2 separate regions of the Sus scrofa genome follow, and region 2 is linked to region 1. The links are chromatin contacts, called in public HiChIP or PLAC-seq maps. All regions are on one chromosome and are shown on one strand. Each heading gives the region's core, a stretch centred on a gene start, on an enhancer-like site or on the middle of the called end of the contact. The rest is flanking DNA. Distances are from core to core; before and after follow the strand shown. Region 1 holds the start of CYTH2 (cytohesin 2). Region 2 holds the start of SYNGR4 (synaptogyrin-4).

The links. HiChIP or PLAC-seq counts read pairs in DNA pulled down with a chosen protein or histone mark.
Region 2: a contact with region 1 is called in an H3K27ac HiChIP or PLAC-seq map of alveolar macrophages. The contact joins the promoter of SYNGR4 here to the promoter of CYTH2 in region 1. A contact is called at or near these places in 3 of 47 Hi-C or Micro-C datasets (fetal heart ventricle, liver and retroperitoneal adipose tissue) and 1 of 2 datasets of contacts at active chromatin or transcription factors (alveolar macrophages).

Annotation. Positions count from the first base shown.
Region 1 is chr6:53,868,089-53,872,965 of Sscrofa11.1, forward strand. It overlaps CYTH2 (cytohesin 2), which reads left to right and starts at 1,387. Exons shown (of 12, transcript NM_001144120.1): 1 at 1,387-1,405; 2 at 2,251-2,398; 3 at 2,497-2,563; 4 at 4,086-4,204. The coding sequence starts at 1,387.
Region 2 is chr6:53,781,951-53,786,509 of Sscrofa11.1, forward strand. SYNGR4 (synaptogyrin-4) reads left to right here and starts at 2,214. Exons shown (of 5, transcript XM_021094669.1): 1 at 2,214-2,287; 2 at 3,596-3,796. The coding sequence starts at 2,240. It overlaps TMEM143 (transmembrane protein 143), which reads right to left and starts at 2,393. Exons shown (of 7, transcript XM_013998565.2): 1 at 2,203-2,393; 2 at 1,629-1,869. The coding sequence starts at 2,369.

The sequences.
Region 1 (4,877 bases), core at 137-2,636:
GCAGGCTTGAGCCACTCATAAAGGTCATTGAGGGGATTAGGAAGGTCCGTGTCTAATCTGTCAGCTTAACCAGGTCCTGGCTGGGAATCTGTCCCCACCTGCCTGGTTCAGGGACGTTGAATGAGGACCAGGCCCAGACAGCACCTCAGACCCAATTAGGGATCTGTCCATGACAGGGCCTGGGGAGCGAGGGAAGAGGCGGTTTTTGCCCAGTTTCTCCATCTGAACCAGGTCCCTGCACCCGTTTTGCCTGCAAGGAAAGGGAATGAGAGGTGGGGGAGGGGAAATGTCCTCAGATGCAGGGCTCGGAGAGGAGGGAGGAGTTTAAGAAGAACAAGACTTTGAGAGGAGGGGAAAGTGAGCTGAGCCGGGTTGGAGAGGACAGTAAGGGGGAGGAATGAAAGGTGGGAGGATGCCGAGGAAAGGGGAGTTGTCCTGGGGCGGGGGTGGTGTAGGGTGGTAAAATAAGGGGAGGAATTCGGGGGAGAGAGGGAGGAAATTGAGAGGCAGCCGGCTCTGGGAAGGCAGAGCCTACGTTTTCACTGTATCTGGCCTTCTCCTATTGTCCCATTCTCCAAGACAGGGACCAAAAAGCTAGCATTTGGAAGAAAGAATGTCTTTTGTTTCACCACTCTTTGACTATGAAGAGGCTGAGGTTGATGGGGAGGCCATGGGAAGGGGTAAGAGATCGGAGGGGCCAGTGCCCAGAGGAAGGAGGCCCAAAGAAAGGTGAGCCAAAGCCGCTCTCGGTTGCATGGCAACCACTGCGGTCAAAAGCCAGCTATGCCTGCTAGGAGATGTGACTCACAGAAACAACCAATGGTTGTGCCCCGCCCCCTGGCAACAAGCCTAATAAGGTACCGCCCCCTAGCAACGTATTGGTGGAGGCGGGGCTCAGTTGAATGGTATCCTAAATGCCCGCAGCCCTTGCGCAGGCGTATTCCTCTCTCTCTTCTCACGCAACTCCTTTCCGAGGCTTCTCATTGGCTTGCAAGCCAGCCAAGTGCTTTCTTTAGTTTCGGAGGCGGGACCCGGTCCCCTGCCAGCATTCCGATTGGCCTCGCAGACCATCTACCTCCTGCCGGACACGGCTATATCTACTCCTTGTGCGTCTATTGGCCGTGGAGGGCGATCCTTTGATATCGGAGGCGGGGCAGGCGAGAAGTCCCGCCGTAGATTGGGCGGTGTCAAAACGAGGGGCGGTCCCTACTGGCGGGGCGGTTGGGAGACGAAGGGAGAGTCTTTTCAGCGCTGAGGACTGGCGCTGAGGAGGCGGCGGTGGCTCCCGGGGCGTTTGAGCGGGCTCACCCGAGCCCGCGGGCCAACGCGGATCCAGGCCCGACCGGCGGGACCGCCCCGGACTCCCCGCGGGCCTTCCTAGCCGCCATGGAGGACGGTGTCTACGGTGAGTCGGGGAGGGGCGGGGCCGGCTGCAAGTGGATGGAGAGTTTCGCCCCGAAGGTTCCGCCGCGAACGTTCTCCCCGTAGCGCGCCTTGCTGAGCCTTTCGGCCCCGTCGTCGCCTTGCTTTTGTGGGGCCTGGGACGCGCTTCCGGCGGGGCTGGAGACTGGGGCGTTCCAGGCCATTGTTTGGGCCGAGCCTGTTTCCGGTGGCGGCGGGAGGGGGTGGGATGGAGCGGTGGAGGCGAGGCCCGGGGCGGAACCATTCCCTCTGGAGGGGCCGGGCGAGCCCAGTGCCTGCTGGGAGCGGGAAGGGGGGCTTCTGGGGGCGGTGGGGTGGGGAGAAATCTTGGGGCCTACCGAGAGCCCGCTAAGGCGGGGGCGGGGGCTTCCGATGCCCCGCCCCCTTCCTTAACTCTTGCCAGCTGTCATCAGCTTCCCCTGCCATAGTTACTTTCCATGGACCCAGGAGTCCGGACACCCAGACCCTCAGCTCCCTCGCCGAGAATGGAGGCAGAAAACCAAGGCCTCAGCCCCCTGTCAAGTAATGGACCGTAGCTCAAGCTTCCAGCCCTTTTTTGCTCCCCGCAGACCTGAGTTGAGGCTCCCAGTCCCCTTCCTCCACCCCCGGACTAAAGAGTTTGGATTCCCAGCCCTTCCATCTCTGGATTGAGGAATCTAGGCCCCCAACCCCTTCTTCCAGCAGACGGAGGAGGCTGGACCCTCATCCTCCCCGAACCTAGACGTCCTGCCCATCCCCCACCCCCACCCCTGTCCTCCCGCAGATGGCAGACATCCGGGTTTGGGGTCCCCAGAACTGACCCCCCCCACCCCCGACCCTCTTCCCCAGAGCCCCCGGACCTGACTCCCGAGGAGCGGATGGAGCTGGAGAACATCCGGCGGCGGAAGCAGGAGCTGCTGGTGGAGATCCAGCGCCTGCGGGAGGAGCTCAGCGAAGCCATGAGCGAAGTCGAGGGGCTGGAGGCCAATGAGGGCAGGTGAGGGCTGGGGCCGGGATCCTGGGGGTCAGGGGGCTTGGCTTGGGCCGGAGATGCACAGGCATTGACCCTCCATCCTGCACTCTCTGCCCCTGCAGCAAGACCTTGCAGCGGAACCGGAAGATGGCAATGGGCAGGAAGAAGTTCAACATGGACCCCAAAAAGGTGCTTGGGACCACAGGGCTGGGATCAGCCAGGAAGACAGACAGGGATTCTGGCATCTCCAGGTAGCAGAGGTGTGGTGGTGGACAGACTCGGGCCTGATCCCTGGATTCAGATATTGGCTGTCCCTCTGTCCCCTGACCTTTGCTTGTGCCTGATCCTCTGCGTGGGAGGTCCTCTTCCCCTTTTTGCTCATATTTCTGGACCCACTTCTTTTTTTTTTTTTTTTTGTTGTTGTTGTTATTGTTGCTATCTCTTGGTTCTTGGGCCGCTCCCGCGGCATATGGAGGTTCCCAGGCTAGGGGTTGAATCGGAGCTGTAGCCACCGGCCTACGCCAGAGCCACAGCAACGCGGGATCCGAGCCGCGTCTGCAACCTACACCACAGCTCACAGCAACGCCGGATCCTTAACCCACTGAGCAAGGGCAGGGACCGAACCCTCAACCTCATGGTTCCTAGTTGGATTCGTTAACCACTGCGCCACGACGGGAACTCCCTGGACCCACTTCTGATGTAATCTGGAGTCCCCAGGAGGAACTCAGTTGAGTCTGGTAGGGAACGTGGACAGGGACATGAGCAAAGGAGGGTTGACAGGTGCCATAACAGAGAGAGAGGTACCAGGGCCATGGATGTTCAGAGCAGGAAGCCTGGTGGCATCAAAGAGGGCTTCCCTGAGGAGGGGGTATTCAGGTCAGGTTTGAAGGATGAATTAGTGTTCCCCGAATGGAAGAAAAATGTTTGTTCATTCATTCTTTCATTTTACGCCCATTTTCTGAGGCCTGCCTGGGGCCCGTCCCTCTGCTAGGCAAGGCCGGGGACCCAGAGAAGACTTTGACCCTGTCTTGCCCTCCAGGAGCCCCTAGACCTGGATACACAATCCAGAGTGAGGTGTAGCCACAGTGGGGATCCTCGTGGCATCAGGAGAGCCAGAAAAAGCCCTAGTCTGGCCTGAGGCCTGGCCCTCACAGCACTTGACTACTAATGGTTTTCCACTTTATTCCTTTTTTCTTTTTTTTTTTTTTTTCCTTTCCATTTTTGGCTGCCCTGGGACATGTGGCCAGGGATCAGATCCAGGCCGCTCTTGTAACCAGTGCTGCAGCTGCAGCAGTGCCGGATCGTTTAACCCACAGTGCCAGGCTGGGGAATCAAACCTGTGTCCTGGTGCTGCAGAAATGCTGCTAATCCTGTTGTGCCACAGCAGGAACTCCCACTTTATTCTGCTTGCCTGAAGTAGTTGTAGTTTGTTCAGTCAACCAGCAAACATTTTTGGAGCTCCTGTTTCTTGCCAGACCCTGCTGGGCTGGGGGGAGTTGGGGAGGGCGGGGCTGGCATTAACCAGGCAAAGGCTATGACGTGGGAGGGATGATGCTAAGTACGGACCTGGGCAAAGCTTGGAAATGAAACTCGGCCCTGCTCTGTTGGGCATGGGGGGTGGGTTCGGAGGCTGAGGGTTCTGAGACTTTGGTGGGAAGTGGCCTGCCCAGCACGCCGGCCCTGAGACCCAGCCCCCACCCCCGCCCACCAGGGGATCCAGTTCCTGGTGGAGGATGAACTTCTACAGAACACCCCCGAGGAGATCGCCCGCTTCCTGTACAAGGGCGAAGGCCTGAACAAGACGGCCATCGGGGACTACCTGGGGGAGAGGTGAGCCCCCACCCCACCCCTACCGCTCGCACCCAGCTCCTGCCCTCGGACTGCCAGCGCCTCCCGAGGAGAGGCCCAGCCGGCTGGACTGGCAAAAGGAACTGACACGGGTCTGGGGGAGCCAGAGACCTTCTGGGGAGCCTGGGGACCATCTGCGAGCATCTAGGGGGCTTGGGGACCTTTGTGGACATCTGGGCCGCGTGGGGGACCATCCATTTATGTCGGGAGACAGTTGAGAACACCTGCAAGTGTTGCGGGAGCGTGCGAAGCACGTGTAGACCGCAGGCGTGCACGGGAACCATGTGGACAGCTGGGAAGCGTGGGGGCTGCCGGTGGATATCTGGGGAACATGGGGGCCCCGTGGACGTCCGTGAGCGTGAGGGCCATGTGGCCCTCCAGGGTGTGTGTGGGGCACCTAGAAGTGTAGAGTATGTGAGACGTCGGCAGGAGTGGATGGCTGTCTGGGGTTCCCAGGGGTTTACGGATACCTGGGCACGTGGGGACCATCATGGATGTTGGGATACGGCACCTGTCTGGACACCCAGGGTGTCTGGGGACCTTCTGTGAGGCTCTGGGGGGTGGAGACCGCCTGAACAGCTGCGGTGCCCAGGACCATCCGTCGGTGTCTGGGATCACAGGGATTGTGCAGACCTCTAGGGGGTGTGGAACCTTC
Region 2 (4,559 bases), core at 964-3,463, 85 kb before region 1:
AGCTGCCAGCCTACACCAGAGCCATAGCAACGCGGGATCCAAGCCTCGTCTGCAACCTACACCACAGCTCATGGCAACGCTGGATCGTTAACCCACTGAGCAAGGGCAGGGACCGAACCCGCAACCTCATGGTTCCTAGCCGGATTTGTTAACCACTGCGCCACGATGGGAACTCCCAGAGCGCACATTTTTAAACAGCTTTTTATTTTTTTTAGCCTCACCTGCAGCATGCAGAAGTCCCCTAGGCCAGGGATCGAACCCGAATCACAGCAGTGACAACACGGGATCCTTAACCCACTGTGCCACCAGGGAACTCTTTTATCCACTTTTTATGCTTCCTACCTCAGTGTGCTGGGTGCATGTCATCACCTCTCTGAGCCTGTTTCCTTATTGGCAACAGAGGATACACTCTCTTTCTCAAAAGAGCAATGGTAAGAATTTGATATGATTACATTTGTCCGTGTATATACATGTGTGTGTGTGTATACATATATGTAGATAAAGTCCAGCACAGGACTTAGTCCACACAGAGGTGTTAAATCAAGAATTATTATAATCAATCAATCAATCAATCATTTAAAAAATACAATTAAAAAAAAAAGGAGTTTCCATTGTGGCTCAGCAGGTTAAGAACCTAACTAATATCCATGAGGATGTGGGTTCCATCCCTGGCCTTGATCAGTGGGTTAAGGATCTGGTGTTGCCCTGAGCTGTGGTGTAGGTTGCAGATGTGGCTCAGATCCCGCATTGCTGTGGTTGTGGCTTAGGCCTGTGGCTACAGCTCTGATTCGACCCCTAGCCTGGGAACCTCCGTATGCCATGGAGGTGCCCCTGAAAAAAAAAAAAAAAGAATCCAATTGCAGTAGCTTAGTTCACTGCGGAGGTGGGGGTTCAATCTCCACCTGGTGAAGCTGGTTAAAAGATCCAGCGTTGCTTCTCAGATTGGGAACCTCATACTGCAGGTGCAGCCATATAATTTAAAAATATATATATATTAAATGAATGAATGCCAATCCAGAGTAATCACAAGTATAATGGTGATGGTGGGGTAAGCGCTTAAGCTCTTAGGGTCAAGTAAGTGCCTACTTGTCTCACCCTAGTCCCCACTCTGCTTAGGAGTCAGACCACTTCAGTTCAAATCTTGGCCACTAGTCATGACCTTCGGTGAGTCACTTCCCTTCTCCTGCTTCAGTTACTTCATTTTAAAATGGGAAGATGGTGATACCTCTCTTATTGGGTTGTTCAGTATTTCCATAATACATGGAAAATGCTTAGCACAGGGCCATACAGTAAGAGCTCAAACAGTGGATATAATAACTATTATTAGGTGGTAATAATGATGAGGATGATTATTAGACCTGTTTTGAAGAGGGAAAAACCATGCCCTGGGGAGTGCTTGTTCAAGCCCTCAGAACAAGCTAGAGTCTGGAATTGCTGCTGCACCTGCATCTCAGAGGTCTGTCTCTTGCATTCCAAAGCACTCCACGCCCACCTGGGAGTATGACGAGGAAGGGAACTACAATTCCCAGGGGGCGCCAGGGCAGTCCTCTATAGCATGAAGGGCTGTATCGCCGCGAGGCCTGCCGGGAGTGGTAGTCCCCAGGCTCTTGGACCCGGGTGAGCTGTACCTGTATCAGGAGGCGGAGCAGCTGATCTTTGGAGAACGGGATGAAACGTTCGCGGTACTGCTGGGCCCAGTCGCGGGGCTCTGTGGGGTTCCACATCTTGCGGTACTCCCCCATCTTGACCGCCAGCGATGACAGGGCCCGGGGGTGCCCGAGGAGCGCGGGCAACAGGGGCCATATTCGGACCCTGGATCCCCAGACCCCCCGGGTCACATGCAGCATAGCCAGACCCTTTCCCCGCAGCCTAAAGGAGGGAAATGGGCAGAGGTCAAAGGTCATCGGGGGAAAAGCGTCCTCTCCACCTCTGTGTCCCAACCTCCAGGGGCCGTTTCTACCCCAGGCAGGGCGCAGTGCCAGTCCTCTCCCACACTGTTCAGTTGGCTTGAGTCCCAGGCTGGGGTCAGAGGTCTTAAGTCCTAGGGTGTTTTGCAGGCCCAGTAGCCCTGTTGTGGTACAACTGGTCTCTGCGGGGTCTAGGCGGCAGGTGGATCTTAAGGGCATAGGATATGCTCGGAAGGCTATATAGGGGTGCAGAGCCGCCCACCCCGATCATACAATCTTTCCCCATTTCCCTCACCTTAGCCAACGCTCGACTGTCATTGAGCCTCTTGCGCATGTGCAGAAAAGCGTTCTGGGCCTCCGAGGTTCGGCTTCAGTCCGCAGTAAGACGCATGCGCAAATCCTGGGTCTTGGAGCCGGGTGGGGGAACCATTTTTCTTCTAAGGACGCGTCTCGGTTGCGCATGCGCGACCCGTCACCTCCCTCTCTCGCCCTCCTTGGACTCGGCGCATGCGCCGAAGAAGTATCTCTTTGTCCGCAGACTTCCAAGGGGCGGGGCGAGCGCGAAGCTCCCGGGACTGCCGGGGATGGGCCGAGCTCCCGCGCGCAGCCTGCCAACGGCGGGCCGCCCAACGTCCTCTGAGGCCACGCCCCTGCCCCTGTCCGCTTCAGAGAAGGCGGGAAAAGAGAGGGGCGGGGCTTCGGCGCAGCCAATCAGCAGTGGAGGAGCGAAAAGGCGGGAAAAAGAGGAGCCCAAAGAAGTCTGAGGTGGCGCTAGGGACCAGGAGGGCAGGGTGAGCGGAAGGAAGAGCAGGCCTCCAGGTGACGCAGACCGGGCCTCCAGAGTAGAGGTGACTCTGTCAGGCAGCATCACCTCCAAAACTCACCACCCTTGAGCCCCAGCGTCCAGAGTCCTTAAAGGGAAGACCCCGATTCTCTGAAGGTAGCTTAGTGCCGGGGGCTCGGCCTCCTCATTCTGCGAGGAAGCTATTTGGAGCTCACGTTCCCCGCACATCTGCGGTCCGGACCCCCGATTTGAGGAAATGCACTTTTATGAAGATGGAACGAATTCTAAGGGGTAGCCCTGATTCTAAGGATATCACCCCAAATTACCAGGACAGCCTGAAATCTACCCTGAGATGCCTGGGATCTCCACTCGGGGGGCTGTCATCTCAAAGCCTGAAAGGGATCCCCCTGATTCAGACCTCCCAGGGGTTCTGATCTCCCAACACCCCTAATAAATCCCATTAACACAGGTCTTAAAATGGGTACTCTGGCTCCCGTGTCAAGGACATGACATCAACATCCCACCCTCTCCCCGCCCCTTCTCCCTGCCCCGTGCACCACCCTGCACCTCTGGGGCCCTAACAGCCCCCTCACCCCATAGCCTCCCCAGCCTGCACTCCTGACTCCTGGGACCACACCCCCAGCAGCCCTCTCACCCTGGACCCCTGCCTCTGGAATTCTCAGAAGCTCCCTCACCCTGCACCGCAATGCATGGGACCATCAGCCACCCTCTCATCCCGCGCCCTCACCCCTAGAACCCCCAACAGCTCCTTCACCCCACCTAACCCCATACTGGAACTCCTCCAGAACCCTCCATCCCATGCCCTCCTCTCCTGAGACCCTTGGCAGCCCCTTTACCCTGCACCTTGGACTCTAACCACCCCTTAATCCCTCTTGTCCATCAGCAGCCAAGCCCCAGGGTGGGCCTGGAACCTCCAGACGGCGGAGCCCAGCAGGCAGCACCCAGCATCCCTGCTCTGGGCCCCCAGGGCCCAGGCAGCAGAGCAGGCACCATGCACATCCCGGAAAGCCTCCAGGACCTGGCCGACAGCGAAGCTGTGCAGTTTCTCAAGAGGCCAAAGACGATCACACGGCTCTTTGCAGGGGTGAGGCCCTCCTGTGGCTCCCCACGGGTAACAGGGAACAGGAATTGTCCCTGCTCAGACCCAGTGTGGAGAGAGTGGGAGGGCGGGTAAGAAGGGTCAGATGGGGAAAGGAAGCAAAAGAGAGCTCATAACTGCAGTCACCTTCTCCTGAGCATCTACCTATACGCCCTATGTTATCCTGAGCACTTATCAATTTTCCTGGGAAGCAACACCCTTCAAAGTGCATGCTATGAGTCCCATTTTTGAGATAAGAAAACTGAGTATCAGAGACAGTTAAATTTTATAAGGCCATGCTGTCCTATGGGGTAGCCACAAACCACATGCGGCTATTCTAATCTAAACTAATTAAAATTGGGAGTTCCCTGGAGTTCCCATCGTGGCGCAGTGGTTAATGAATCCGACTAGGAACCATGAGGTTGCGGGTTTGATCCCTGGCCTTGCTCAGTGGGTGAAGGATCTGGTGTTGCCATGAGCTGTGGTGTACATTGCAGACGTGGCTCGGATCCCGAGTTGCTGTGGCTGTGGTGTAGGCCAGCGGCTACAGCTCCGATTAGACCTCTAGCCTGGGAACCTCCACATGCTGCGGGAGCGGCCCTAGAAAAGGCAAAAAGACCAAAAAAAAAAAAAATTGGGAGTTCCCTTTGTAGTTCAGTGAATTGTGAAACCAATTCATATCCATGAGGACGTGGGTTCGATCCCTGGCCTCGCTCAGTGGGTTGAGGATCTGGTGTTGCCGTGACCTGTGGTGTAGGTCGCAGACACA